4 separate regions of the Mus musculus genome follow, and regions 2, 3 and 4 are each linked to region 1. A link is a contact called in public Hi-C and HiChIP or PLAC-seq data. All regions are on one chromosome and are shown on one strand. Each heading gives the region's core, a stretch centred on a gene start, on an enhancer-like site or on the middle of the called end of the contact. The rest is flanking DNA. Distances are from core to core; before and after follow the strand shown.

The links. A called contact is a pair of places that touch in the nucleus more often than the background predicts. HiChIP or PLAC-seq counts read pairs in DNA pulled down with a chosen protein or histone mark.
Region 2: a Hi-C map of cerebral cortex shows a contact between it and region 1, with 3 times the contacts expected there. The contact joins two enhancer-like sites. A contact is called at or near these places in 4 of 484 Hi-C or Micro-C datasets (cerebellum, cerebral cortex, olfactory sensory neurons and 1 more).
Region 3: an H3K27ac HiChIP or PLAC-seq map of VIP interneurons shows a contact between it and region 1, with 6 times the contacts expected there. The contact joins two enhancer-like sites. A contact is called at or near these places in 4 of 115 datasets of contacts at active chromatin or transcription factors (VIP interneurons, cardiomyocytes, embryonic basal ganglia and 1 more).
Region 4: an H3K27ac HiChIP or PLAC-seq map of embryonic fibroblasts shows a contact between it and region 1, with 9 times the contacts expected there. The contact joins two enhancer-like sites. A contact is called at or near these places in 4 of 115 datasets of contacts at active chromatin or transcription factors (embryonic basal ganglia, embryonic fibroblasts, forebrain and 1 more) and 1 of 9 other capture datasets (embryonic stem cells).

What each region holds. Positions count from the first base shown.
Region 1 is chr13:45,538,000-45,541,140 of GRCm38.p6, reverse strand. It overlaps Gmpr (guanosine monophosphate reductase), which reads right to left. Exons shown (of 9, transcript NM_025508.5): 7 at 2,074-2,116. Among named protein-coding and RNA genes, the nearest start is that of Gm34582, 14 kb to the right of the region's middle. Within about 2 kb of position 1,685, at least 86 of the 459 cell types and tissues checked have an H3K27ac peak or open chromatin away from gene starts, as enhancers often do. A contact at or near this core is called in VIP interneurons, cerebral cortex, embryonic fibroblasts and 1 more, where this site is marked.
Region 2 is chr13:46,309,462-46,312,602 of GRCm38.p6, reverse strand. No RefSeq gene overlaps it. Among named protein-coding and RNA genes, the nearest start is that of Stmnd1, 37 kb to the right of the region's middle. Within about 2 kb of position 1,457, at least 15 of the 459 cell types and tissues checked have an H3K27ac peak or open chromatin away from gene starts, as enhancers often do. A contact at or near this core is called in cerebral cortex, where this site is marked.
Region 3 is chr13:46,237,392-46,240,532 of GRCm38.p6, reverse strand. No RefSeq gene overlaps it. Among named protein-coding and RNA genes, the nearest start is that of Stmnd1, 35 kb to the left of the region's middle. Within about 2 kb of position 1,567, at least 27 of the 459 cell types and tissues checked have an H3K27ac peak or open chromatin away from gene starts, as enhancers often do. A contact at or near this core is called in VIP interneurons, where this site is marked.
Region 4 is chr13:46,216,753-46,219,893 of GRCm38.p6, reverse strand. No RefSeq gene overlaps it. Among named protein-coding and RNA genes, the nearest start is that of Stmnd1, 55 kb to the left of the region's middle. Within about 2 kb of position 1,728, at least 55 of the 459 cell types and tissues checked have an H3K27ac peak or open chromatin away from gene starts, as enhancers often do. A contact at or near this core is called in embryonic fibroblasts and forebrain, where this site is marked.

The DNA of each region.
Region 1 (3,141 bases), core at 436-2,935:
CTCCCCTCTCTCCTCATGAGAGTTGGGCATGTCCTATTCTGTCAAATCTTTCTCTGATTCATCACATTGTCTGCCACTCCATTAGACATCGCTTTCAAACATGGCTGGCTTCTTCTACAAACTAAATTTACCTTCATTGTTTGGGATTAAAGAGGTGGACTAAGAACATGTCTATATTCCAGCTAGAGGGATTAGAGGTGTGTGCTAAGGACTGAGCCACACCACAATTAGAAATAGTTCCCTCACCCCATTCCCCATCCCCCAAGTAAATAACACAATCTCAGGGCTCATGGTGTGATCAAATATCCTGCAAATGGATGCCGAGTAACAGGGTGAATGACAGACCAATAGTAGGTGAGAAGCAGCCTTGATGTCTCTGCTGGGGTCATCTGAACACTTATAAGGAAACACACACAAGCCCAGGGTAAGCACTAAGTCAATTCTACTCTGCTCCATCTGTTAGAAGGCGATGCTGTGTGGAGCTGACCCTGGTAAGCAAGGCATGGACTCCACAGTGTGCCACTAGCAGCTCTCAGACACCAATGCTGACCCCCGCCTCCCGCTGTGATTTTTTTTCTTGTTTTATTTTCAGACAGGGTTTCTCTGTATAGCCCTGGCTGTTCTGGAACTCACTTTGTAGACCTGTTTGAGGCTGGTCTCGAACTCAGAAATCCGCCTGCCTCTGCCTCCCGAGTGCTGGGATTAAAGGCTTGCGCTACCAAGCCTGACTCCGCTGTGATTTTTAAGGAGGCAGTGAGATAACTAGTCTGGCCAGACCTTCAGATGAAGAAAGTCACCAGCAGGAACCCTGAGCACAGATCTGCTCTACACAACTGCTTAAACTGGTTCCCGGTGATTTGTATTTCTCAACGCTCAAATTGCTTCCCAGCTGGCTTTTCCTAGACGAGGTCCTGCTCTCTTTCCTTGGTGCATGCAGGACTACACTTTAAACAGAGCAGGTCAAAGGCCTGAGGAAAGCTGAGGACAGCACCAAGCCTGGGGACATGGTACCTCCTGAAGGACTGTAGCTTTTTAGTGTGTTTAGCTCCCACTTAGTACTGTGGTCCATGGGGCATACCCGGAGGAAGCCCACACTAGGTAATGCTTAAGGATAAGGCCCTGCAGCTAACTGTGGGACTGTGACCTTGTCATACCCTGGATAGGCAAGATAGAAGAGGGTTTGTTCTCTCTTTCACAGCAGATCTAGGGGCAGGCATTTTTTTTTTATGCTATACGTTGGGTTGCTAAGAAACTGAGCCAGCAGGATCCTCCTCTATCACTGCTGTAAAAACAGACCAAGGGCTGGTGGGATGGCTCACCAGGTAAAGGCACTTGCTCACAAGCTGAAACACCCCCAGACCCACACGGTGGAAGGAGAGAGCTGATTACTATACAATGCACACAAATACAACGTAACTCTAATGTTTGTGTTGTTGTTACTATGACAAAAAGTTTTCTACCACAGTGTGTATGTGTGTGTGGTGTTGTATAGTGTACAGCTGAACAATCTGAGGCTGGGCAGGTAGTTCCCGTTTGTGGAAAGGGGGCAGCACATACGGGCTCAGCAGCTCTGTTTTACCCCCCTTCTTGTGAGATGTTAGTGTGTGGCACAAACAGGGAGCCCAGAAGCCCTACAGCAGAGACCTTGATGGGTTACAGCAGACACTACTGCCCTCTAGTGGGAGGCAGGCCTGGTCAACCTTCCACCAAGACTGGATCCAGCCAGGATGAGGTGGGGGCTGCTCCAGGTGGTGGTATCTGCACAGCGGAGCCAGAGTCACGGGAGCGAGCGCTGGGCATTCCCCTCTCTTACTGAAAACATCACAAGCCGACCCACTCCTAGCTCGCCATCCCCATTCTGGGCTCCCGGCTTGCTCAGCAACAGACCCGAAGCAAGCTGAGCCGGGAATTGGTTAGACAGAAATGAAACCCCCCGGCAAAGAAAAGTCCCGATGAGCTCAGAAGCCCCTCGGGGGTTCCCTTCTCCATCTGGTTCTTCCAAGCTATCCAGAGCTCCTCCTTCCCTGTCAGCCCCTCTCCCCCTTGTGGCAGAGCTGTGTCCCTCGTACTTACCAAAGGCTTTGGCGACATCTCCTGGACATGTGCAGCCTCCATCCTTCAAAGGAAGGAAGGAGAGAATATCAGTAAGGTGGGAACAGGCCAGACCATGCTCACCAGTGAGGAGGAAGTAACCAGGAACTACCTCCCATCCCTACCCAAGCAGCTGGCCCAACACTACCCTCACTTTGACGGTCAGAGGCCGTCACCCCTGCCCATCCACCCTCTGGTCTCAAGCACCTATGTCTGGGGAGGAGGACAAAGTGTGTCAGACTGGCCACTGTCCCCCGCTACACCATTATATAACATGCCCAGCCACTCCCTGCTCCCTCCTCCTCCCCGCTCAGAAGCCACCCCTCCCTGCCTACAGAGAGGTGAGATTTTTTTTTAGTCTGAGCGCTAGATTATTTTAAGAGCTGAGAAAAAGGGCACGGAGCTGGCTCCTCTATCTTCTCAGCTGCCTTGCATCTCCAGTCCATCAGATGTCCTTAAAAACAAGTGCTCATTGCTGACATCCACTCTGCCCACACAGCACAGGCTGGCCTCACAGGCAGCATGATAAGCTGCAAGCTTAGGTTACAGTCACTGACTCAAAGTTCCTAGGATACAGCCTTTACGTGCTTCCTTATTAGCGAGACCCCCAATGTGCAGGCTGCGATTTACTATCCTAGCAGAGCCTGGGTGATATGGAAAGAGAAGGGTGCCAATGCTCTCGAGTGCCAGCAAAGCACAGAGAGACAGACAGCCCGGGAAGGAACAGGAAGAGATGGGGACAGTGAACAAAGTGACAGGGATGTAGCCAAGCACAGCGTGGGCTTGACAAACGCCAAGACCTCAGAAGGAAGGCCCTGTCTTCATAAAGTGGGAGCCAGCTACACGGAGCTGGACATTTGGTTTAGGAACACATTATGTCTGTGGGGTAACAGGTGAAAGTCGGCAAGGCAACCACCTCTTGAGTTGCAGGTGGGGACATCTAGCTACAAGAGGGGCAAGACCCTTCCTTGCAAAGAACATCTCACCCCGAAAGTACTAGGCTCTGTGACTCGACACTCTTCTGTTTGGCCGGAGACAGAGTCTCACTAT
Region 2 (3,141 bases), core at 208-2,707, 770 kb before region 1:
TACTAAAGCTAGATAGACAGGGTAAAAGAGAAAGGAAGGCAGGACTGACAGCTCAGTCGGTAAAAGGCTTGTCCTGAGTTCCATCCCTCAGAATCCACATTCAAGAAAGATAAATGAATAAAACTCATGAAGTCTGGAGTGGTGAGAAATGCTTCTAATCTCAGCAGGAGAGAAGCAGAGACAGATTCCTGGGCATATAGATCAGGCAGCCTAGGCCACTCTGTCAGTCACTAGGCAATGAGAAACTATGTCAATAATAATGATAATAGTAATAATAATAACAATAACAACAACAATAATATAAGGTGGATGGTACTCAAGGAATGGTATCTGAAAGTTTTCTCCATACATACATACCCTCACACCCAGAGGCGAGAAAATGAGAGCAAAATCAAAGACAGCATCAAGTTTTGCTCCTGATCCACAGGGAGCTTCTGGTTGCTATTTGTTGTGAGAGAAAAGCCTTTAGGAGAAGCAGAAAGCTGTCCTACAGACATATTCTATTGAGATGCTGATGGAGAAGCCTGGCAGGATGTGTGCAGGGTCATAAACAGCAAGGAGCCACTGTTGTATGGATAGCCTCTACCATCGCAATGCACAAGCTGGCCAAGGATAAACTCATAGACAGACATTAGATGCCGCCCAGTGGGAAATGTTCTGGAATAATAAGTCTGGGGCCCGCCGGATGCAGGACACAGGACAGCTAGTGAACGTCCTGGAAGTCAAGAGGACATGGGAAGCGAGTGCTTTGAGAAAGAGGGCATGAGAAGCCATCAAGCACAGTGCAGATGTAGAGCTGTCCCATTGGTCCAGCAAGTCGTGACTGGAGCAAGAACAGATTCCATGAAATCGTGGAGGGGAACTCCACAGGAGGTATCTAAAGGAGAACAATTAGCAGACAAGAACTTTGGTGCTCTGTGCCAGGTGTACTCTTTTAGTACATTCAGATGTAAAGCAAAGACCAGGCTGGGGGCCTGGATGGGCAATGTGGATAAGAAGGAAAATGGAGTTCAAGAGAAGTTCAGGGAAGGCCAGTTAGAGGGGTGGCCTTTCACTGGGGACATGGGTGGGGAGGAAGGGGCAGAATGAGGTCACAAATACAGGCAGGTGGGTGGATGTGGGGGTGTGAGTACCGTCTTCCCGTCGCTTCTGTTTTCTCTTTGAAGTCTGAAGAAAGACCATGAGCTCCAGGTCTCGTGGGTCTCTGTAGAGTGAGAGACAGCAGCAGCCTTGGCGTCTGCACCATCCTACAAGTAACACGGATGGAGTTGAGAAAGTGAACCAGGGGAGTGAGTGGCTCAGGGGGTAAAGAACTTGATGTGCAAGTGAGCAGACCTGAATTCAGATTCTCAGAACCGATGTAAAACAGAGACATGGGACTGTCACCACAGTGCTCCTATGAGACAGGAGGCAGAAACAGGGGACTCTCCCGAGCTCCTGGGCCAGCTAGCCTGAGGCGTGCTACAGTGAGGAAGAGATCCTGTCTCAAGCAAGATGGAAGGGGAAGGACATCCGAGATTGTCCTCAGATCAACACACATGCATTTACACTCGTACGTGCTAACATGTACACACACACATACGTGCATATGCACGTGAACACACAGGCAAGAAGCAAAAGAAAGAGAGAAAAATGCAAAACGTCGCAAAAGCCAGTTAATTTTTAAATGTATTTATTGTCAAACCACAGAGCTGACTTCTATTAACTATCTTTTGGCACCACCTGCTGGAGACAGATCCCAGCAGCTAACGGCAAGGATCATTGATAATGTGCACAGCAAATGGGGAGAGAGAGAGATCTCTGTGGACTGGGATTCATCAGAAGAGTCACTTGTGAATTTCGCTGTACATGATCCTTTCCTCAAAGTGTGGTTTTTCAATGGTCTATGAAAAACAGAAATTCATAGAAAGAGAGAAACAGAGTTATAGTGGTTTTTTTTTCTTTCTTTTTTCAGGAATGGTAGTGGTGTTCTGTCCCTCAATAAAAGCGTAAGCTTTCTTCCTCTTCTGGCTACATCCCAGGAGTAGTTAGCTTATATGGGCCTTGAGATGCTCTTGGCTAATGTAATTATCCAGTGATTGAGATGAGTGAGATGCAGTTGCCAATACAGTATTTTAACCAAAATGGTCCAACGATATTACTTTTCCCATTTTCCATGCAATGTGTTGTGATGGAGATGGACATCTTCCCAGTGATGATGCAGGCTTGAAACTGCTTCCCTTAACCCAGAGACTTCCTGAGAGTTTATCTCAGCTGTAACTAGTGATGGTTCCTTACTATGTTCTTCTTTGTGTGTTTCCAAGGACCTTGCTGCAGACAAGTCACAAAGGTACAAATATCCATTTCTTGGAGAACTGGAAGGAAAATAGCCCTATATTCCTATATTCCTCACTTTTTCCCTACCTGCATCCAAGTACCCAATAAGAAGTAACTAAACTAAATGAAGAAGGCTTTATTCTGTTGTATAATTTGGAAGTACAGTCTAGCTTGGCAGCTTGGTGGCTCACATCTGAGAGGCTCAGGAAGCAGACTGTGTGGAATGCTGATCCTCAGCTGTTTTTCTCACCTATGGTAGGATGCTGCTTGAAATTAGGGATGTCCTTACCTCTCAGTTAATCCTTTCTGGAAACATCACCCACCTACCACAAGATATCTATCATCAGTGCCTTGCGTGTTTCTTAATCCACTCAAACTAGCAATCAAAATTAACAATGACAGGTTTTTATGTCATCTGGGATAATTGGGCAGTCACTCACTCTGCCAGGACATTTCTGTGAGGATGAAAATTCTCCAGCAATGGTAGACATAAAAGTCCAAATTAAGTCTCTCACTATTATTGTATGGGGTGTGATGTGTGCTTTAAGCTTTAGCAAAGTTTCTTTTATGAATGTGGGTGCCTTTGCATTTGGAGCATAGATGTTCAGAATTAAGAGTTTCTCTTGGCAGATTTTTCCTTTGACCAGTATGAAATGTCCTTGGAAAATTGTTTTCCAACCTTTTACTCTTGGCTAGTGTCTGCCTTTATCACTGAGGTGCACTTCCTGTATGCAGGAAAATGCTGGGTCCTCTTTACATATCCAGTCTGTTAGTCCATGTCCTTTTTGGGGAATTGAGTCCGTTGTTGTTAAGAGATAGTAAGGA
Region 3 (3,141 bases), core at 318-2,817, 700 kb before region 1:
GTTAGATGCTACTATCAAAATGGGAACCAGAAAAGGTACCATATAAAAAAGTCAGCTTTGTCCTATTTAAGAAGATACTGATCTGTAGGTGATGACACATATCTCTAACCCTGGTGTGCAGGAAACTGAGGTCTCAAGTTTGAGTCGCCTTGGGCTCCCTAATGATGACTAGACTAGCCAGGACTACATTTGAGATGCTATGTAAACAAACAAATATATATATATTTCTAGAGCTTCTTGCCATACCCAGAGTTCTCCCAAAGTCTCATTCAGTCTGAACGGAGAAACATGCATACCTAAAACAATCACTCTGAAGGAGAACAAGGTAACTAGGATTGTCTGAAGCTAATGAAGATCCACTCTAGAGTCACGAAGAAGATGATAGACGAATCCCCAGAGGTATAGGTCTGCTAATAGAAGAGAGGGTTAGGGAGCCAGCCATAGGGTCTGCACACATCCACAAGGATTTTTTTTTTCCCCCTCTGATGGGAAGGACATTCTCCCTAACCAGGAAGTATAGGTTCAGGATCAGAGCACAGAATACGCAGTTGTCCAAGTTGATCTGAGTCCACGTCCTAGAATACAAATATCCTCTGTTCTCCAGCTTTGTCTGCAGGCATGTTAAACAAGGTTAAGATGCTCCCCTAAATGGTCTCCTTGGCTCTCATTTGTATTCATGGGCAATTCTCCTCCGCTCAAGACTTTCTCCCACCCTCCCTCCCCCTCTCGTCTGTCACTATGGCCTGCTGACATGGTAAAACTTAACTAAAGCAGCCACGCCTGTATGCTGGCATTCTTCTTTCCAAGGGGATCACCGAGCTCCCCAGATACGTCTCTTGTTGCTTTGGTGCGATGGTAAATGTCCAATGTAAGTTTGGCTAGATTTGCAATCACCTCTGGTGTGTCTGTAAAGATGTTTCTAGGGTGGTTTAACTGAGGAAGGGTGATCTTTCCTGAATGTGGGAGGTATCACCACATAGGTCCAGGTCCTGGGCAGAATAAAAAGGAGAAAACCAGATGAGAACCAGTATTCACCTCTGTATGCCTCCTGACTTAGGATGCTATGGACCCATCTGCCTCATGTTCCTTCTGCCAGGCGGGCCTGTCCCACTATGATGGACTGGACCCTCGAACCATGAGTCAAGACAAATCTTTCCTTTCTTGTGTTGTTTTGTTGAGTGTTTTGTCATAACAGTGAGAAAAGTAAGCAATACAAATAGGACAGACAGACAAAGGTATGGATTCAATGCAGAAGTGGGATCTGAATTACATGGAGCTGGAATGAATTTGAGTGTGGAAGAAAAAAAAAACAAACCCTCTTCAATCCCTGGACTCACATGGTGGAAGGAGAGAGCCAACTCTCACAGGTTGTTCTCTGATCAACACACACACACACACACACACACACACACACAATAAATGAATTAACAACTCCGATAATAATTTTAAAACTTCTGCTTAGTCAGGAGTGGGGGTGGAGTGGACTCTGGCATGCAGCACTGTTGAAGTGTTGGATCATCTGCCCAGATCTTTTCTCAGCCAAACCCTCCCACATCGGCCTCTTCAGTCCTAACTAATAACTGCCAATTCGGCTAATGAGTACCAACCGCAGAACCGCAGGGAGACTACTCATCAACTATGTTGTCCGTGATGCTATCTGCAATCTCATCGTTTTATCTGGGAGGTTTGAAAAGAAATGGATCATTCACATGAAAACCAAGGCAGCTTGCACTTCCCCGGGGCTTATCCTCAGATGGCGACATAGCTGGGCTTTGGCTTGAGTGAAAGCTATGCAGCTTCTTTGACCATCTTTGAAACAGATAAAGACATCATGGTGCCAGGTGTGTGTTACCACATCATCTGATGGGGGTCAGGGGACACCCCTCACTGTGGTGAAGGGAGAAGCCCAGAGACCTGCTGACCTGTGCATGAACCTTGATACAATAGAGCCAGTTTAAGCTCAGCTCCTCGTTTCCCTAGTCTCAATTTTGTCTCCTGAAGGTTAGAGTTAATAATTTTATTATACACGAAGGGCAAGCTCATTGCTTTCTTCTGTCCCTTCCTGTGAAACTGCCAGGGGACAGAAACCCACCATTAAAACACAGTTCTGCTTATTGGCTACCATGAGGCCTTTTTATGTTGCCTTGCATTATTTGTGGCTGCAGAAAGATTGCTAACCCTTTCTATAAAAACAATAGTGTTTATATTTTTAAAAAGATCACCTATCATGAGCTAGCATATTGGAAGTGATAGCATGAGGTTCGAAAGACACCTCTGTGTGCAGCTTTGTGCATATGAAGTTCAGAGAACAACTCCTGATATCGGTCCTCAGGTGCCACCCACCTTATTTACATGGAGTCTCTCATTGGCTTAGAGTTTGCCAGTTGGGCTGGGCCAGTTGGCTAGCAAGCTCCAGGGTTCTATCCATCTTTGCCTCCTCAGGGTTGGGATTACAAGCATGAAACACCACTCCTGCATTTCTTAGTGTAGGTTCTGGGACTCAAATTCTGGTTCTCATGGCTTCGCAGCAAGCACTTTGCCAACTGAGCCATCTTCTTATCCCTTGAGAGATACTTTAAAGGTACACTAAGAAAACTTCAGAATGCTTGCATCATCTCCAGCCTTCAAGTGAAAGGACTGTTATTAATAATTCACTAGGTACTGTGTTAACTAAACAGTGAGAGTCAGCTGTCCGCAGTCTGTTGGGAAACAGGGCAGATAGAAATGAAGCAACCAGGGAAAACTGATGCGGAAGCTCTCACCATGGCAACGTGGCTTTCCGTAGAAAACTCATATCTACCAGTTCAATACTTCAAAGCTTGTCCTTATTACACGAAGGACATTGTTGTGTTGGTCTACATCCACATGGACGTCCTAAAAGAAAAGGAATTTTATAGCCTTCTCTTTAACATTCAGATGAAGCACCAGTTAGTGTCCTTTCATTAGGGACCTGGAGGATTTTAGTGTGATTTGACCTTTTTCTATTTAAGTGGGATGGGGTCACAATGGAGAACATCAGAGAGGTTATAGCTACATTGTGCTGGCTGGTTTTGTGTGTCAACTTGACACATGCTGGAGTTATCACAGAGAAAGGAGCCTCCTTTAAGAGAACACCTCCATGAGATACAGCTGTAAGGCATT
Region 4 (3,141 bases), core at 479-2,978, 680 kb before region 1:
GCCCCTTCTTTATCTTAGGTAAGAATGACAAGATCAACTTGACTATGAAATTTAGAGATCACACAGCGGCAACAAGCCCAGCTGTCACCATTAGCAACCTGTCCACAGTTTGCACACCTCAGCCAGTTTGCCTTTCTGCCTTCAGCACGCTTGTGTTGCTAGTGATGAACATGCCTGCACCACTTAATTGAGCAGGGACATCAAAACCAACATACCACACATGTCACTTACAGATATAGCATCTATCTTACAAGCTGTCAATTATCCTCATTTTGTACATAAGGGAACCAAAGAGTCTCAAGATCAGTGCATCTAATATGGGTGAGAAGGTGATTCTAACCGTCTTCCACTCAGGGCCACACTCCCTTACAAGCTGTGCACCCCATCCACCCAGAGTGCAGTACCTCCTCCTGATGTAGTATTATCTAAAGTTTCTTGTCGGAGGCCATGATAAACACTGCAACAGAAAGCAATTTAGAGAGGAAAGATATCAATTTGGCTTCCACACCCAGGGCTCAGTCAATCACTGTAGGAAGTCAGGGTAGAGATTCAAGCTGGAGTCTGAGGCAGAAACCACAGAGGAACGCTTCAAGCTGGCTTATGTACAGCTAGTGTTTTTTACAGCCTAGGACCTCGGGCTGGGCTTAGGGTCAGCGCTGCCCACAGTGAGCCGGGCCCTCTGGCATTCATCAATCATCAAGAAAAGTCTCCATAGTTATGTCCTCAGACCCATCTGATCTGGGTTAACCCCAACCTAAAGCCTTTCTGCTCAGGTGAGTCTAGGCTGAGTCAAATTGATAATGAAAGCCAGCTAGCACAGAGCACTGTATCAAATCTCTCCGAGAAGTAAGAGAGCAAGCCGGAGGTGAGGCTGTGGGTGATGGTGGAGGAGAGATGTGAAGAAATCAGAGCGCCTTCCTGCCCTCAGGTGTCTAGAGGTTGAGAGGAAAAGCACAGCTATGTAGTCCTCTTAAAAGCTGTACAAACTTGGCCTGAGAGAATCAAGAAGAAAGCTGATTGCAAACTTGGTGCCTAACAGAGAAAATAGAGCCATCATTTCCTGACTGATTTGGACTAAGAAAAGATGTATTTACTTGCTGCGGTTTATTATGCGGAATGTGACAGGCACACATTTGTGCTTTTTATTGAATGATGACTTACTCCATACAGGAATCGGTGCAATTTGTAATGCAGATTATGTTTTTAAACAGAATTTAAAAAAAAAAAAAAGGGCGCAAATACACTGATGGCTGTCACGTGACTGGCCCCACACTTCTCAGAAAGTGGCTGGAGCGTGGGCGGTGACGACAAATATATACCCTCGATGCACAAATGTGATTTCTAAAGAATAAAGCTTCTGGGCGGCTTCCAATTCAGTCGGGCGGATTTAGAAGAAGAAATCCATGGCTAAGAAAAGCCAAGGAGCCGAAAATAGCCGGAATTGGAGCAGATCACTCCCATTAACTGCCGAGGCACCTCGAGACACAGCAAGAAGCAGCCTGGCTAAAAATGAGGATGCGCCTGCATGCAGGAGTCCACGATGAGTCTCTGCCAAACTCCCGAAGTCACACACTCAGGCATTACTTAGTGCTTTTAATCAGCAGAGGTGGGACAGTGGGGGAAGACAGGGGGAAGCATCTCGGCTCCTGCGCTCAGCGCTCCGCAGTGAAGCCAATCAGAGGAGCACCTGGCTCCAGGCTTATTTTCTCAGTAATGAGTTTTGTGACCTCAGCAGCTTCTAGGCACCCAGCCAGATCTCATCCTGTGATTCATTTGTACAGTTCCTTCAGGGGGGCAGACTTGGGTTTTCCACTCCAAGTGGATTTATGAATTACGAGCAGGTAGGATTCAGGTTTTTTTTTTTGGCGGGGGGGGAGTAGGTTTTTCTTTTCTTTTTGGTTCTCTCTCCTTCCTCTCTCCCCCTCCCTCCCCCTCTCTCTTTGTCCTCCCTCCCTCCCTCTCTCCCTCCCTCCTTCCTTTTTTCCTTGTTTCCTTCCTTCCGTTCTGTTTTTCTGGATCTTCAACTACCATAGTCACTTCCCCTAATACATGCATGCATAAAACAGGCACGCTTCTTTTAGAGGAAAGTGCATTGTGCCAGCTGCTTTTTTTTTTTTTTTTTCTAATGGTTTGGACATCAGAGCTGAATTCATCCTGAGATACAGCTACGAAGGGGTGTGTTCATTCATGCTAACTTGACTTCAGATGCTCATGAGTCCTATTAACTGCAATGTGTGACTAAAGAGGCAGCCATGTGGAGACTGGAAAATATGTGGAAACACTTCTCGTTTCAAGAATTTATTTGCCTTGGTGGTAGGCAAAGATGGTCACAGATTGATTTTTCAAGTCACGCTTCAGTTTTCTCATCATTTAAAATTGGACCTTGGTTAGTCGGCTTTCCAGAAATCCTGTGTGTGTCCGGGGTACTACAGAAGAGATCGGATACCCTAGATTTGGCCTATGGGGAATCCAACATCCACCAGCTATAAAGGCAGATCTGGGTCTTAGGAGCAAGCAAGCACCATGCCCCTGTCTACACTCTAAAGAAGGTTCAGCCTGCCAGCTGTGTCTAAACTTGGGTATAGTGTTGAGGGGCAGGGCAGACTGGGTCTACACTGCAAAGCTATGCACGAGCAATTTGTGTTATAAAGACTCAAGGCAACCAAGAAGGGGTTAATAATGCTTGTCAAGTTGATGGGCTCCAGAATCACCTAGGAAACAAGCCTCTGGGCGTGTCTGTGTGAGATGATCTGGGTTGGGTTAACTGAAGCAGAAAGGTTCACTCTAAATATGGACTATGGTCCAGCTCTGTGTGTGTGTGTGTGTGTGTGTGTGTGTGTGTGTGTGTGTGTGTGTGTTTCCTGACAGGGCATATCTACAGGGTATATGTGTCTTGATAATTAATACAAGCAGCACCATCCCTAAGTAGAAGATGCTGTATAGACAAGCTAGCTAAGCAGGAGCCAGACAGTAAGCCGAATCTGTGACTAGCTAGCTCAGTAACTTCCCTGCCATGTTGGGCTATATCCCCTGGACCTGTGAGATGAAATACATTTTTCCTCCTTCAGGAATTTTATTTGTTTCTCCAGGTATTTTATTATGGCAACAAGGAAATTAACCCACACAGCAGTCAAGCTGCTT